2 separate regions of the Zea mays genome follow, and region 2 is linked to region 1. A link is a contact called in public Hi-C data. All regions are on one chromosome and are shown on one strand. Each heading gives the region's core, a stretch centred on a gene start, on an enhancer-like site or on the middle of the called end of the contact. The rest is flanking DNA. Distances are from core to core; before and after follow the strand shown.

Region 1 (3,139 bases), core at 256-2,755:
CATGTTGTTGCTTAGATGCGCAGGGGTATGACCATAGAGGTAACTAAACCACTTAGAGCTTATAGTTAGTTTGGCAACACCATTTTATCAGGGATTTTCATTTTCCGGGGAAATAGAGTTGTCAAACTAGAACTTAGAGTCTGATTGGTTCACTTTCCTAGCTAGTCTGGCTTGCATATAGGAACCAGCAGGCTGCACGGAGCCAAGTCAAGGAGGAGCACATGCCCTTATTTGGTTGTCATCTAAAAGTTGACCGTCTCTAGCACTCAGAGATGGTCGGAGCACGTTTAGAAAAGGCGGTCGCAGCAGCGGCTCAGCTTAATGTGTGTTGGCCTCTCCACTTATCGGTTTCCCACGACGACAACTACACAGAGGTAGTCTTTTGGTGCCATTTTTATTGCATTAAAAAATTTATCACAACAAATTTCAAAAACAAAACTTTGCAGAGCAGGGCATAAATTCCTTCGTGTTGTTGCGGCCCCTTTTATGTAGCAGTTCTGTTTCAGTTTACAAAACGTTCGCGTACACCAGGTCCATGCATGGCAGAAACACCACGAATTCTAAGGCTGGCAAACAAAGGAAGTAGCAAAAGGCTAATACAAAAGGCAACAGAATGATTACTTGTTGAGCTAACCCTACTTTATTATATCTTTGTCTGCTGTTGTTGCTCCCATACAGATTTTTCCCAAACAATTATATTCTTTAAAGATCAACTGTCATTTGTAAGAAGATATACAAGAAGTGTACTCTGATTATACTACAGGCGCGATTTGTGTCATTAAGCACGTACACAGTAGCACACACATGGCACATGGCAGTAGCAGATATCCACGTCGATCTGTTCACTACACATAAAAATGATGAAATGTGGAGGGGGCTACTGGGAAAGCACAAACATTTGCCGTATAACATAAGAGCAAAGAGAACTGGTGCGTGCTAACAACTTTTCCTTGTGTATTTTGACTTGGAGAGTGGCGGCTACAGTGTGCATGCAGTGCCATTGGGGATTGTTGAATGATAGAGAGCACCACACGTGGAATCTGAGCCACTGACTGCCTCTTTGAAACAGAAAAAGGGCCGGGGGAGAAAATATGGGGTGATTGGTGGGGAAAAAATATTTACATTTGGGATATAAAGAATCTCTTTTACAGTTCCTCATATATATGACCTGTTGTTCTATATAAATAGAAGAAAAACAAATTACTAAAAAGTTATTTTGTAAATTTTGATCTGCCTTTGTGGCCCTTCGATTAAGTGTTGGATATAAGGGGTTGTAAAAGATGGTGTTTCGCTTGGTGAGAGAGAATAGTGTCGTGGCATTCTTCTGGTGGTTAAACGGGAGATTCGTCTGTTAGCATCAGGAGAACATACCACGTTATGTTCTGCCACAGTACTGATGCACACTGTGCATGCGGGGATTAGCTAGCTAGGTGAACCTAATAATTTCCCCTCCCCCTCTGCTGTTCCTGTCTCCTCCGCCCTGCAGCTTATCCTCCTCACACCCACCGGTCTCCGTCCATGTACACTCATGTAGCAGCAGACTATACTATAGCGGTCTCTTTCTCTCTTTCTTCCTCCGGCTCCCTCCTCCTCCCATTCTATCCGACTCCGAGCATACCAGGATTCCATTTATCCGTCCATCTCTCTCCTCAAACCCTACAAAGTACAGCACCATCCACTTCCGGCCGCCAGCTTCGTCCCTTCTCCCCCCTGGCCTTCTCCTAGCTAGGGTCATCTAAATACTCATCTGCTCCTGCTTCCTCTCTCTCTCTCCCTCCCTGCTGAAATCACAGATGAACCATATCAAAAGGCCATAAGATAGTGTGTGTGATCTCCCACACGCACACACAAACGCAAGCTCGCTACCGGCCTTCCATCCATCAACCATCTTCTCTCTCATCATATATTCATATCATATGAGCAAGGATTCTTTCCACCCTACAATCTTCTTTCCCTGATAGCTAGCCAGCTCTCTCTCTTGGACTCTCTCTACAACCACACCTAACCTTCTCGGTCGGAGCTAGAGACCCACACCAGCAAGAGAGAAAGAGAAGAGGCAGGAGACATCAAGCCGTTCCACTCTCTTCCAAACAACTAGACCACTCCATTTACCCCGCAAGGAAACATACCAGCCAGGAGAGATACTTGTATCACTAGCTGTGTATATACACCATGGCTTAATTGACCATGGACGTCGCCGGCGACGGCGGAGGCGGCCGCCGCCCCAACTTCCCTCTGCAGCTCCTGGAGAAGAAAGAGGAGCAGCCGTGCTCCATCTCCGCTGCGGTGGGCGCGTCAGCGGGAGGCAACGGGAATGGATCGGGGGCCGTCGGAGGTGAGATGCAGCAGGTGCGGAAGGCGGCACCCAAGCGGAGCTCCACCAAGGACCGGCACACCAAGGTGGAGGGCAGGGGGCGTCGCATCCGGATGCCAGCGCTGTGCGCGGCCCGGGTGTTCCAGCTGACGCGGGAGCTCGGGCACAAGACGGACGGCGAGACCATCGAGTGGCTGCTGCAGCAGGCCGAGCCGGCGGTGATCGCGGCCACCGGCACCGGCACCATCCCGGCCAACTTCACCTCCCTCAACATCTCCCTCCGCTCCTCGGGCTCCTCCTTCTCCGCCCCGGCCCACCTACGCGCCGCCTTGCCTGCTAGCCCCGCCACCGCAGCCCGGTTCGGCCGTGCTGACGCGTGGGACCGGGTTGTCGGCCTTGCCTTCCCTTCGGAGGGCCCGGCCTCGTCATCTTCGTCGCCGTCGCCTTTGTTGCTTAATTTCAACTCCGGCAGCGTCGGTCTTGACGCGCAACAGTCGCCGTCTGCCGCGGCTGCAGCCGCAGCCGCCGATATGACAAGGAAGAGGCGGTGGGAACAAGAAATGCAGCAGCAGCAGCAGCAGCAAGCGCAGCAATATCAGCAGCAGATGGCGGGGTACACGCAGAGCCAAATGCCGGGCACCGTGTGGATGGTGCCGAGCAGCAACAACACGCAGGGTGGTGGTACACCTTCCAGCGGCGGCAGTGGCGGATGCACCGGCGAGTCTATCTGGACGTTCCCGCAGATGGGCAGCGCCACCGCCGCGGCTGCCGTGTACCGGGGGAGCGTGCCGAGCGGGCTACATTTCATGAACTTCCCCGCACCGG
Region 2 (3,187 bases), core at 635-3,134, 490 kb after region 1:
ACCTAGAGCGCGCAGTGCCGAGTGCCGACGTACGGCCACCGTCCTCGATCGATCGTCCATGCACCGATCGTACGCTAGCTCGTCGTCGACTAGCTCACTAGTCGCTAGCATTCGTAGCATCGCCAATACCAGTCGATCGTCGACACGCCTGGCGGCCGGGGACGACGTACGCGCGCAGCAAGAGTGTGAGTGTGACAGCGCACGGCGTGCGGCGTGGCGCGCCGGGTCCACGGCCATGCATACGCTTGCCAAGTAGCAGAGGCACTGTGAAGTAAACGCGTCGTTTCACGTTCCACCGTACGGAACCAAATAAGTGGACCGATCGAAGCAGCCAATATGAAAGGCAGGGCAACGTTTTCGCTGCATACTAGTACTACAGTACATACACAGCGGTTGCATCTCTTAACCATGGTCCATGGCACCCTGAGTGAAAGAAAAAAAAAACACAAAAGCATTTCTCGTAGGACGTACGTGCTGTACGTAGCAAGTAAATTAAAAGTCGTTAATAAAAGCTTGAACAGTACACCATCATGACGATAATCAATTTGCTCTAGGATAGTAGTGGTCGGTCGGTTGTCTCTTGCCTGTAGAGAGAGCTAGCCAACTCGATCCAGGCCACCGACTAAATTTACATGGAAACAATACAACATATCGAACACAAGAGGAGAAGCGGCACGTGCGAGAGGAGAAGCGGCACATGGAGAGCTAGCCATCATGTGGGTCGGAGGAGCGAGGACGACGAAGACGATCGACGAGAAGCCAGAGAGTGCGGTGCGAGCTAATGTGATTCTGATGAGGAGGATAAGCTTAGCTTGCTTAAGCCCCTAGTGCTACTAGTACCCTACTACCCAGTGAAGCTTAGGCTTAGCAGAGACCACCATACGTGCGCGTGTAGCTAGTACATTTTGATATGGGAGAGCTAGCCACATGATCTCAGATCTAGGGAGGAGACAGGCAGGTGAAAGGAAGAGAAAGGTACACACACATGTAGAGCGAGCGAGAGAGAGAGAGAGAGAGAGAGGTTGAGATATACCCTAGCTAATTGAGCTCGGCTCCCGGCGGCCAGCCGGTGGAGAGAACAGATGGGCCGGGGGGCGCGGGCGCGCGCGGTCGTCGTTGTCGGCGATCGAGGTCGTCGCCGACCTCGCTCTCTCGCGCGCCGGCCGGCGCCGCCGCAGTAGGAGGCGCGTGGGCGATCAGGAGCGGAGGATGCTGCGGATGATCTCCGCGCCGGGGCTGTTGTGGTCCATGGTGGCCATGAGGTCGGACAGCCGGTCGCTCAGGTCGTCCACCTCCCGGTGCAGGCTCTTGATGTAGCTGCAGGTCTCCTTGAGCAGCTTCGTCGTCGACGCCTGCATTACATTCCGCGCCGCGCGCATTAGACGTTTGAAAACGGAAAAAAAAGGGCGCAGCAGGCGAACGGGAGTTAATTAGTTGAGCGGTCATGTGTGTTCGCAACGACGCACCTGGCCGGAGCCGCGGCGGCGGGAGCTGGGGAGCAGGGCCTGCAGCTTGGAGATGAGCTCGTTGATCTCGTCCTCGGAGATGTTGCCACGCGACGACGGCCTCCGGCTCGACATCCTCGCTCTCTAGCTAGCAAGCACAAGCTCGTCGTCGCACGTCAATTCTCGCTGCCGCCGCCTGCGCGCAGGATGGGGCTAGCTAGGCTTGAGAAGGAAGCTACCGCGTGTATGTGCGCGTCCACCGGCGCGCGGCTCGATCGTCGCTGGCTATCTAGTGGTGGTGGTGGTGTGTGGGCTCTTCCGGCCCTGGGGCGCAAAGGAAAAGCTGGAGGCCGGAGTGAGTAACTGAGCTGCGAGGGAGACAGAAAGGGAGAGGGGTGCCTTTATAGCGAGCTGGCTCGGGGCGGGGGTGGATCCAGATTGGGTTGGAGCGGAAGCGGGGACTCCATTATATTGTGTGCGTAGCGGAGACGAAGCAAGGATGGTGCTGCTGGTGTGTGTGTAGTAGATTATTAGTACCGATTCGCTCGACTGCAGAACGGGGGAGTACTGGGGAGACTGGGAGAGGGCGAGTTTCGGGGCCCCGCGTCTCTCTCTCTCTCTCTCTGTCTAATCACCGCGGCAGCTCCTCCTCTCAAGCGTGGCCCACCGGTAGGCAGGAGCCCGTGGGCCCCAGGGTAGCTATAATATGCTATGACCACCCGCCACTTGCCACGTGCCCGAGCTGGGTTGCGGTGTGTATTTTTACATTGCAAACGGAAAGAGAAGAAGAGTGCGGGCCTGTTTGGTTTGTGCCTAAATATGTCACACTTTGCCTAAGGTTAGTCGTTCGAATTGAATAACTAACCTTAGGCAGAAAGTTTAAGCAAATTGTGACAACTGAGGTAGTGAACCAAACATGCCTGTAGTCTCTCTGCCCTCGTTTGATCGAGCCAGCGACCTGCAGCAGGCAGCAGCCATGTCGAGTGTTGACCGATCCAGAGATCAATAAAGTAATAGCAAAACACGAGTGATCTGACAAGCCGTTTACTCGATCGGAATCCAAAGTGTAAAATCTAATCTGTGTATTTCGATAGAGTATGGAAATTGACCTTAAGTTGTTAATTTCTTTTTTTCTAAATTAATTACTCCGATCTTTCCTCTTTTAGCCAAATAAAAAGAGCTTTAACACATCAGAATGATAACTAACTCCTAATTATTTATACGTGATGTAGCGCAAGTGGGAGGCGCGCGGCAGCAGGCGACGTGTGAAGTTCTGTGTCTCCAACCTAGACGATCAAGGATCTATGGTTAGCTAGACTCGGGGCTTCTTAACGAAACCCATGCTGCTAATTTATGTAGGCAATAAAGGATCTACTACCGGCATGCTACTAACTGATAGGTTGCATGTAGGACAGCACACAGCAGACGTGAAGCCAGTAAGCGACACGGAGCACGTATTACTGTACTGCTAAGTTGACGTGGGCGACAGCGACTCTAATCATCGGGAGTCTTAATAAAACATAGCCATGCTTACATTGTCTGCTAGCTGATGAGCTGAAGAAAACAGAACACCACACAGCTAGCGGGAGACTCAAAAGATGCCCCCCCGGCCTGTCCCCGGTGCCCTGAATCTGTTAGCATACGTGCGCAATCCTCCATTCCCGTGCAGACTACTCCGGTGTTGTCGCCAACGATACTGTCTTAGCATCTAATTCAGCTAACTAACTAACTAACACGGGGGG

What was found. A called contact is a pair of places that touch in the nucleus more often than the background predicts.
Region 2: a Hi-C map of leaf shows a contact between it and region 1, with 10 times the contacts expected there. The contact joins the promoter of LOC100286150 here to the promoter of LOC103627725 in region 1. A contact is called at or near these places in 4 of 25 Hi-C or Micro-C datasets (ear, leaf and tassel).

What each region holds. Positions count from the first base shown.
Region 1 is chr5:215,364,939-215,368,077 of Zm-B73-REFERENCE-NAM-5.0, forward strand. It overlaps LOC103627725 (transcription factor TCP14), which reads left to right and starts at 1,506. Exons shown (of 1, transcript XM_008648035.3): 1 at 1,506-3,139. The coding sequence starts at 2,188.
Region 2 is chr5:215,853,662-215,856,848 of Zm-B73-REFERENCE-NAM-5.0, forward strand. LOC100286150 reads right to left here and starts at 1,885. Exons shown (of 2, transcript NM_001159038.2): 1 at 1,467-1,885; 2 at 269-1,352. The coding sequence starts at 1,580. The coding sequence ends at 1,197.